2 separate regions of the Mus musculus genome follow, and region 1 is linked to region 2. Evidence: chromatin contacts called from public HiChIP or PLAC-seq data. All regions are on one chromosome and are shown on one strand. The core of a region is the stretch at or near the end of the contact, and the rest is flanking DNA. Distances in the headings are between cores, read along the strand shown. Region 1 holds the start of Gpr107 (G protein-coupled receptor 107). Region 2 overlaps Usp20 (ubiquitin specific peptidase 20).

The links. HiChIP or PLAC-seq counts read pairs in DNA pulled down with a chosen protein or histone mark.
Region 1: an H3K4me3 HiChIP or PLAC-seq map of fetal liver shows a contact between it and region 2, with 3 times the contacts expected there. The contact joins the promoter of Gpr107 here to the enhancer-like site in region 2. A contact is called at or near these places in 9 of 39 promoter capture datasets (the C10 cell line, the HPC-7 cell line, cranial neural crest and 6 more), 2 of 15 datasets of contacts at CTCF or cohesin (CD8 T cells and the NIH/3T3 cell line), 13 of 484 Hi-C or Micro-C datasets (B cells, the THB-7 cell line, bone marrow-derived DN3 thymocytes and 10 more), 37 of 115 datasets of contacts at active chromatin or transcription factors (the 230-238 cell line, CD8 T cells, the HPC-7 cell line and 24 more) and 3 of 9 other capture datasets (adipose tissue, liver and pancreatic islet).

The regions. Positions count from the first base shown.
Region 1 is chr2:31,150,181-31,154,176 of GRCm38.p6, forward strand. Gpr107 (G protein-coupled receptor 107) reads left to right here and starts at 2,136. Exons shown (of 18, transcript NM_178760.4): 1 at 2,136-2,301. The coding sequence starts at 2,179. D330023K18Rik (RIKEN cDNA D330023K18 gene) reads right to left here and starts at 2,111. Exons shown (of 2, transcript NR_040334.1): 1 at 1,802-2,111; 2 at 869-1,070.
Region 2 is chr2:31,004,950-31,008,947 of GRCm38.p6, forward strand. It overlaps Usp20 (ubiquitin specific peptidase 20), which reads left to right. Exons shown (of 25, transcript NM_028846.5): 8 at 1-52; 9 at 1,435-1,548; 10 at 2,830-2,908. Among named protein-coding and RNA genes, the nearest start is that of Gm39786, 10 kb to the left of the region's middle. Within about 2 kb of position 1,717, at least 31 of the 459 cell types and tissues checked have an H3K27ac peak or open chromatin away from gene starts, as enhancers often do. A contact at or near this core is called in fetal liver, where this site is marked.

The DNA of each region.
Region 1 (3,996 bases), core at 886-3,385, 150 kb after region 2:
GCCCAAGACCCAAGTAAAGGGAAGACAAGGCTAGCCACCAGCCAGCCAGTGTCACTGCCTTTCCCTCCCATGAAACTGAAATGCATCTTAAGATAAACCCCAACCTCTGTGTCTCCACCTGCATGTTCTACTGTTGCCTCTGAAGAGGGTGTGACTGAACTTGGCCTGGTTTTTAAGTCAGGGGAAGGATTCGGGGTATATCAGTGTATGAAGACTGTGCAAGCACAGAGGCAAAACCAGGGCCTCCAAAACCATCTCACTTTTAGTTCCATATTTTCCCAAGTGATTTTTTTTTTCTTTTCTTTTTTTTTTTTGGTTTTTTCGAGACAGGGTTTCTTTGTATAGCCCTGGCTGTCCTGGAGCTCACTTTGTAGACCAGGCTGGCCTCGAACTCAGAAATCCGCCTGCCTCTGCTGGGATTAAAGGCGTGCGCCACCATGCCCGGCGATTTTTTTTTTTTAATTAGACAGTGTAGTCCCAACAAATCGATTTGTTTGTTTGTTTGTTTGGGTTTTCAATTCGAAGTTTCTCTGAGTAGTTCTGGTTGGCCTTGAACTCAGATATCCACTCGCCTGCCTCTGCTTTCTGAGTGCTTGGATTAAAGATGTGTACCACCACCTCCTGGCTCCAAGTGAATTTGTTGAAGTTCACAGTTTGTGGCATTAAAGTATATCATATTGGGCTGAAGAGATGGCTCAGCAGCTAAGAGTTCCTGTTCTTCCAGAAGACTGGAGTTTGGGTTCCCAGCAAGCACAATGGATGGCTGACAACCAAGGTAACTTCAGTTGCAGGGATCTGATGCCCCCTTCTGGTCTCTATGGGTACACCTCATGGCATTTATAAACACACAAACAACATAAAAACAAACTTAATTTCCTATCTATATGTATTTATATATACAGATCTATCATGTTGGGTTAGAGACACTGCTCAGTGGTTAAGAGCACTTACTGCTCTTATAGATAGATACCTGAGTTAACTTTCTAGTACTCATGATGTCAGGCAACACACAACTGCCAGCAATTCCAGCTCCCGAGGATCTGACACCATCTTCTGGTCCTCTCAGGTACCTATACATGGCACACACATACATAAAAAACTTAGAAAAGCAACCAACCAGACCTTCAAAATACATCCTGTTACTAGTTCCAGTTAAAAAGCTATAGGAATCTGATTCTGTCATAGGTGTTCACACACCTACATAGTGGTAGCTGCCTGGTAGTAGAGTTCCCTGTGTTTTTATTGTGTCCTATTTTGCTTAAATAATTACATGCACATACACAAAAGCATATGTTACTTGTGTGTCCAGCTAAAAACAAGAATCTAAGAACTAAACCAACTTGGTTATCAGCTATTTTAATACGAGTGTTTCCTGTAAGCCCTGGTACCAGGGACCTACAACCAAGTCCTTCCATTAAGTGTTAAGGACTAGAAGCTAAGTTTCCAAAGAGACTAAAATAGAAAACATTAAGGCTCAGACTCCAGCGGTGGCATGAAATCACACAAGACAAAATGACGTATCAGTTAAAAATCTGCATGTGATCCCCAGCTCAGACTGGCCAAAATGACCATTTCTTAGAGTTTAGGTAGAACAGAGGAACAGCCTGACACCTACCTCTTATATAATTAGATTGTCCCAAAGATTAAATGCCACTTAAAAAAAAAAAGCCTAGTGGATGGCTTCCTATGGACTCAATAAATCCTATTACTGCAACTATTTCAAGCTGAAGTTTGTGTAAAGGGCCTAGGATGATAATAAGTCAAGGAATCTAAGACAGGCCAGCAATTTCTAAGTTATTACCACCGAAGGCAGTCCAATCATCCGCCAGGGTCAGTGGCGGACATTGCGGGTTCCAGACTTTGGTCCAGGCCCCTCAATCCCCAAGCCCGGCAAGGCAGAAAGGAGGCCCGGCTTGAACTTGCCCCGCCATGGTTGTCATGGCAAACGCTTCAGGGTCCTCACAGGGGCTTTGCCGGAAGTCCGTCCTGGGAGGCCAATTGAAGAGTGCCGAGGTGGTCCGCTCAGGTCCCTGCGTGACCAGAGTTGCGTTTTGCAGTAAAACGATCTCAAGGACCTCGGAGGCGGCAGCCGCGCCCCCTTCCAGAGCACCTCCGGGACGACGCACTTTGACCCGGAAGTGGGTGGGAGAGGAAGCAGCTGGTGATGCTGGAACAAACATGGCCGTCCCGGTACCCCTCGGCCGCTTCGGCTCCTTCTGCCTGCGGCTGCTACGACTGCTGGCGTTGCTGGAGCTGCTGGTCCACCCCGTCTTGGGCCGCGTCCATCACCTGGCGCTCAAAGTAAGGCCTGGCAGGCTGGGGGCAGGATCAGGGAGTGGCGACGGGGGGGTGGGGGGAGCGCGACCGCTGTCCCGGGCTGAGCCAACTTCAGCCCAGCGGGATCTCCTAAGTTCGGCCCCTGAGCCAGGGGGTTTGCGCCGCCCCGTAGGGATGGACTACGCCGTGCGGCCTCCTCGGGTAGTCTGGTCCCTGCAGGTTTGAGGTCCTGAGGAAGGGGCCCAGATGCGGCCTAAATACCCAAAGACCTGGGAGGCCACTCCTGCGATTCCTGCTGGCTTCCCTGGATTCCACGTTGGTGGCAACCTTCCCTAATTCACCCTTTCATAACTTAAATTCCAAGTTCTCTTGTCCGCGATCTCCGCCCTTCTGTGCTCCTTGATCTGGCGCTTTGAAGTTGTGCGGAATCTTAGCCTGTTTCCTTGCTTGGTTTAGGGTGCTCGGTTGACTGACCAAAGCCAGAATCCCCAAGAGGAATTCAAATCTCTCTTGAAATACATGCCTTGGTTTCAAGAAGAAAAAATAAGAAAGAACAAGCCTGAGGATTTAAACTCAGCATCCAAAGTGTTTCTAAGTAGTGGGCCTTTTTCATTCCCGCTCTATGGCCATTGCCTAAGGAAGATGTTTATGACAGGCCTGAAGTGACCACCAAGAACCGCTATGGTAGCTAACTCACAGTAGAAAGTTCTCTAAGGCTTACACAGGATTGGCAGCCGGTTAATATACCTGGAGAACAGAAAGTGACATCATTATGACTCAAAGCCTTGTACATTTTCCTAATAGTCAGTGTACCAAGAAGTTGCGGATCTGGACACAGCTGTCTGTAAAAACACTTTCCATTAGGTGTGAAGGATAAAGGCTTGTGAATGTAGCGTTTAAAGGGTCCAGACAGACTGTAGATTTGAAACCTGGCCAAATCCATACAGGCACACTTGGGCTGTCTGCTTTTGATTGTTAAAATGATCTTGAAGCTGGGCGGTAGTGGCGCATGCCTTTAATCCCAGCACTTGGGAGGCAGAGGCTGGCGGATTTCTGAGTTCGAGGCCAGCCTGGTCTACAAAGTGAGTTCTAGGACAGTCGGGGCTATACAGAGAAACCCTGTCTTGAAAAACAAACAAACAAATGATCTTGAGTAAAGTGACTCTTACCTACAGCAAGACAGATCAATCTTGGCTCCTTATAAAATCCACTGAAAGCTGTAGGCACTCTCCCCAGAGAAATGCTTTTTGAAGTAAGACCATCTTACATCTTAACAGCTTTCTTGGCCTTTCTGTAGCTTCATAATCTTGGTACAGTTTAATCAAGGTATCCAAGTTTGCAGATTCATCACTCTGAGGGTAAGAACTCCTGATTTCTAAAGTCTCGCATTTTGAGGTTTGCAGATTGTTTTTATTGGGTATATAATTTAGCTGAGTTTATAAAGCTTAGGAATTAGAAACAAAACTACTTGTAACAAGACACACTGGGACCACATCTCCTGGCTCCCTGTCCAACATTTCTAGTGTTTAAATGCCAGGTGTCTGGTATCACTAGGTAAACGCTGGCAGTATTTTATATTGGCCAGCCTGAGTGATCAGTATATTCCAACCTTCTATACCAGCCTTTATCTGTGGTGGAAGCAAACTTAGAGTAGTTCTGTGGTTGGCCTCTCTTGTGCCAACCTAGTGAAGTTCTGTGGTTGACTTCTCTGTGTCAGAT
Region 2 (3,998 bases), core at 467-2,966:
ACCTGGGAAACTCCTGTTACATGAATGCTGCCCTGCAGGCCTTGTCCAATTGGTAGGTTGTCATCTGAGGGAAGGGCAGGAACTGTCCCTGGCAAAACCTAGAAAGAGCAGCAGCCTCCAACCAGTGCCGTGTACATTGGTCATAGACATTCCATAAGATATACCTCAAAGCCCCTAAAACAAGGCATGCCTGGTGACTGCCGTCCCTTTGAGTTTCATGTGAGTCCTCAGATAGAGGAGAAGGCATGATAGGCAGGTCTACTCACTGGTGGAGGGTTTCCACAGCATGTGCAAGGCCCTGGGTTTCACCCCCAATACCGTGTGCATGTAACCTATCTTCAAGAAGGGAACTTCATTGTAGCCCAGTCACGTGGAGGGAATGTAGGCTGACAGGTACTGAAGTGAGCAGGCCTGATTGAGAGTGTGTGTGAGACCATTGTTTCATACACACACACACACACACACACACACACAAACACAACTGACACAGCAATGATAAAGCAAACCCAGCAGCCCTCCCCCTTTTCTATGTATAGCTGTATGTTAACACATAGGACACACAGGAAGGAGAGAAAAAGGGAACAGATATGAATACCTAGAAACGTCTGGAAGGATAGCCCCCAAAGGTTCACAGTGACTGTCTCATAGTAATATAGTCAGTTGATATGGTTTGCCGTGTGTGTGTGTGTGTGTGTGTGTGTGTGTGTGTGGATATGAATATGTGGTTTCTTGCAGTGTGATAACTTCTAAAAATATGCAGAAAGGGGAGTGAAGGAGGTGCCCTCCTGCAGAGTGGCCACTGTAGGGAGCAGGGCTGCTCCACCCTGTTCATTCACAGTGTCCCAGCCTCAGGACCTGTGGCAGAAGCTCCCATCTGACTCAGGAGAGAGGGGTATTTGTTTCCTATAGCTGACAAGGCCTTCCTGTCTCTTGATTCTGGAAGCCCACTCTGTAGTAGTTTCTTCTCAGGCCCTTCTCTCTGTGTATGCAGCCATGCATTCATAAGGTCTTTTCCTCTGTGCACATGTCTGGTGTCCAGAATTCCTCTGGAAGGATACCAATGAGGCTGGCCTGAGACCTGCCCCAGCATCCCATAGTAATCTGATACCTACTTAAGGGTCCTGTGTCTTAGGACTTTACAATGAATTTGGGGGGTTTTGGTGTAGGCGAGCTCCTAGTCATCTGCAGGGAGTTCTGGGTATGGTGGCCCGATCTTCGGTGGCCGTTTTCACCTTCTGTTGTTAACTTTGCTCCTTAAAAAAAAGACATTCTGTTTCTTTAATGTGAGTGTGTGTGTGTGGGCATGGGTGGAGTCGGGGGTAACCTTAAGAACTGGCTGTTTCCTTCTACCATTTAGGCCATCTCTAGCTCCTCCTTAATAACACCATGTTCTTCCCATTTCTTTTCTGTCCTGGCTTTCCACCTCCAACCCAGCCCCCCGCTCACCCAGTTCTTCCTGGAGTGTGGTGGTCTGGTGCGCACAGACAAGAAGCCAGCCTTGTGCAAAAGTTACCAGAAGTTGATCTCTGAGGTGTGGCACAAGAAGCGGTGAGTCTGACCTTGGTTAGAAGTGTGGCAGGCCTTGCCTGTCTTCTCAGTGGATCGCTTCCTCTGGGTTCTTCCCTGGCACATGCGCACTCACAGCAGCCTGCACTGAGCCTGCACATGTGTCTAGTTTTATCTAGTTCCCTTGGTGAGTGGGGAGACAGATAAGGAGCATGAGGCGTCCATCGTGTTCCCAACTGCAGAGCTTGTGACAGTGGAGCCAGGGTCTGAGCTGACAGCAAGCCTGGGGGCAGCTGTTTTGACAGTTGTCTCTCCTGAGGCCTGGAAATCACCATCTTGCCAGTGTCAGGTCTCAGCTGAGGCTGGGGGTGGGGGTGGGGTAGGGTGTTGGGTGCCTGCCAAGCCAGGGTTGTGGCAGAGTGAAGTGAATTTAAAGGTGAAGATTGTGCTGGGTCTCCTCTGGAAGTGGAAGGTGAAGCAGTTGCGTACACACCCTCATTACTTCCCTCTCTCTATTCCTGCTTCATATCCTGGCCCAGACCCTCACCTTGCTTGTCCTGATCCTCTGGCTTTCCTGGCCTTTCCCTGAAGGCTCCTGTTAGTCACTTTTGGACCTCCGTTGTTGAGCCTGCCTGCTTTCTTAGTCCCTGACTCAGGACCAACTCTACCTCTTCCTCCTGTCCCTCTTCCCAGCAACTGCAAAGGTCTACAGTACTCCTGCCTTGTCCTTTTGCTCCCAAACTGTAACAAAATGGGCCTCAGGCTTTCATGAGCAAGCAGACAAACAGCAGATGTAAAAATGAAAAAGAGCAGAATTGGGAGCTCTTGAACATAAGCCACAGGCACGCACTAGGTTGGAAGTGAACTAAGAAGCTGATAGTGTGCTGTTCCATGGGTCAGAGGTCCAAGTTCCTGTGAGGTGCCTGTGTGCATCTTAGCCTGTTCTTCTAGGAACAATGCTGTGGTCCTACTGTGCAGCACTCGTGGGCGGGGACATCTTGATGATAGATAGTATTTCATTGTACTTTTGTGAGGTTTAAGTTTTTCAGCAATGGACATATATTGTTCATAATGAGAAAAGCTATGTATACATTTTACCGTGAAGTTAAATAAACACACTGCCCCTGGGACCTCTGCTAGCTCGGACAGCATTGGCGTCTTGCTTCTGGGTGTGGATGCTATGGACTTATCTCCTGGTTAGTGGGGCGAGTGGAGGTGGTGGGGACAGCCCCTATGGGGTCTGATCTGCCTTGCCCTCTTGCCTTTCCAAATGGTGTCACTTAAGGCTGGCCACCTAGGCTAGCAGATTTGGTCTCCCCACAGGCCAAGCTATGTGGTCCCCACCAGCCTGTCCCATGGGATCAAGTTGGTCAACCCGATGTTCCGAGGCTATGCCCAGCAGGTAAGCTGTCTAGCTGCTTGAGACACGGGTTCAGCCAGAGCAGACCTTACAGCAGGCAGAGATGCCAGGCATCTGTTGTCAGGCCCTTTTTACTCACGAGAATGTGAGGTTTCCCAGTAACCTACCGGCCTTTAGCACCACTTTACAGACAAGGAAACTGAGGCTTAAGGAACCACATCAACAATGCCAGCCACACAGCCAGTGAGCAGTGGAGAGCATTCCTGCCCCTCAGCCCAGGGTAGCTTCCCTGGATGTTGGATGTACTTCCTTAGTTGCTCCCTACCTTAGTTTTCTGGGAGAAGGTCACTTAGCAACCCGGACCACACAATTAGGCTAGACGTACTAACCAGGGCCCTCTTTCCTCTGCCTCCCTAGCTCTGGGGTTGTAGGCATGCAGTACTATGCCCCACTCTCTTGTGGGCATGGGGTCAGAGGTGAGCCCTGAGGTTTGCACTGCAGACACTCTACATACAGAACCATCCTTTTCCTTTTGTTGGTGGGGAGGTGATATTTGTTTGTTTTGTTGCTACGTGATGTTTGTTTGTAACTTTCTCTGTGTAAGGCCATCCTAAGACTCACTCTGTAGACCAGGCTGGCCTCAAACTCAGAGATCCTCCAGCCTCTGCCTCCCGAGTGCTGGGATTAAAGGCGTGCGCCACCACGCCCGGCTACTGGGAGCTTTTTTAAAACAGGACCTTACTATGTAAATCTGGTTTCTTTGGAACTCACTATATAGAGAAAGCAGGCTGGTCCTGTTTAGAAAATCATGTGCTAGGCATGGTGGCACACCCCTTTGGTCCCAGGACTTTGGAGGCAGAGTCAGGCGGGGTTCTGGAGTCTGGGGCTATTCACTGTGTTCCCTGGAACAGTGAGTTCCCGGGAAGCCAAGAAAGGAAGGAAATTATGAAACCAAGGATGTGCCATGAGCTTCTCAACCTATGCAGAGCCCACGGGACCTGCTGTGAGGCAGGGACTCATGGCAGTCAGAGCTGAACCTGTTCGGGTCACCTCTTCCACTGCTTATATGTTGGTCCCTCGATGAAGGGGTAGGCACTGGGGGTGCCTTCTCTCTCGTCTGCCACCCAATCCA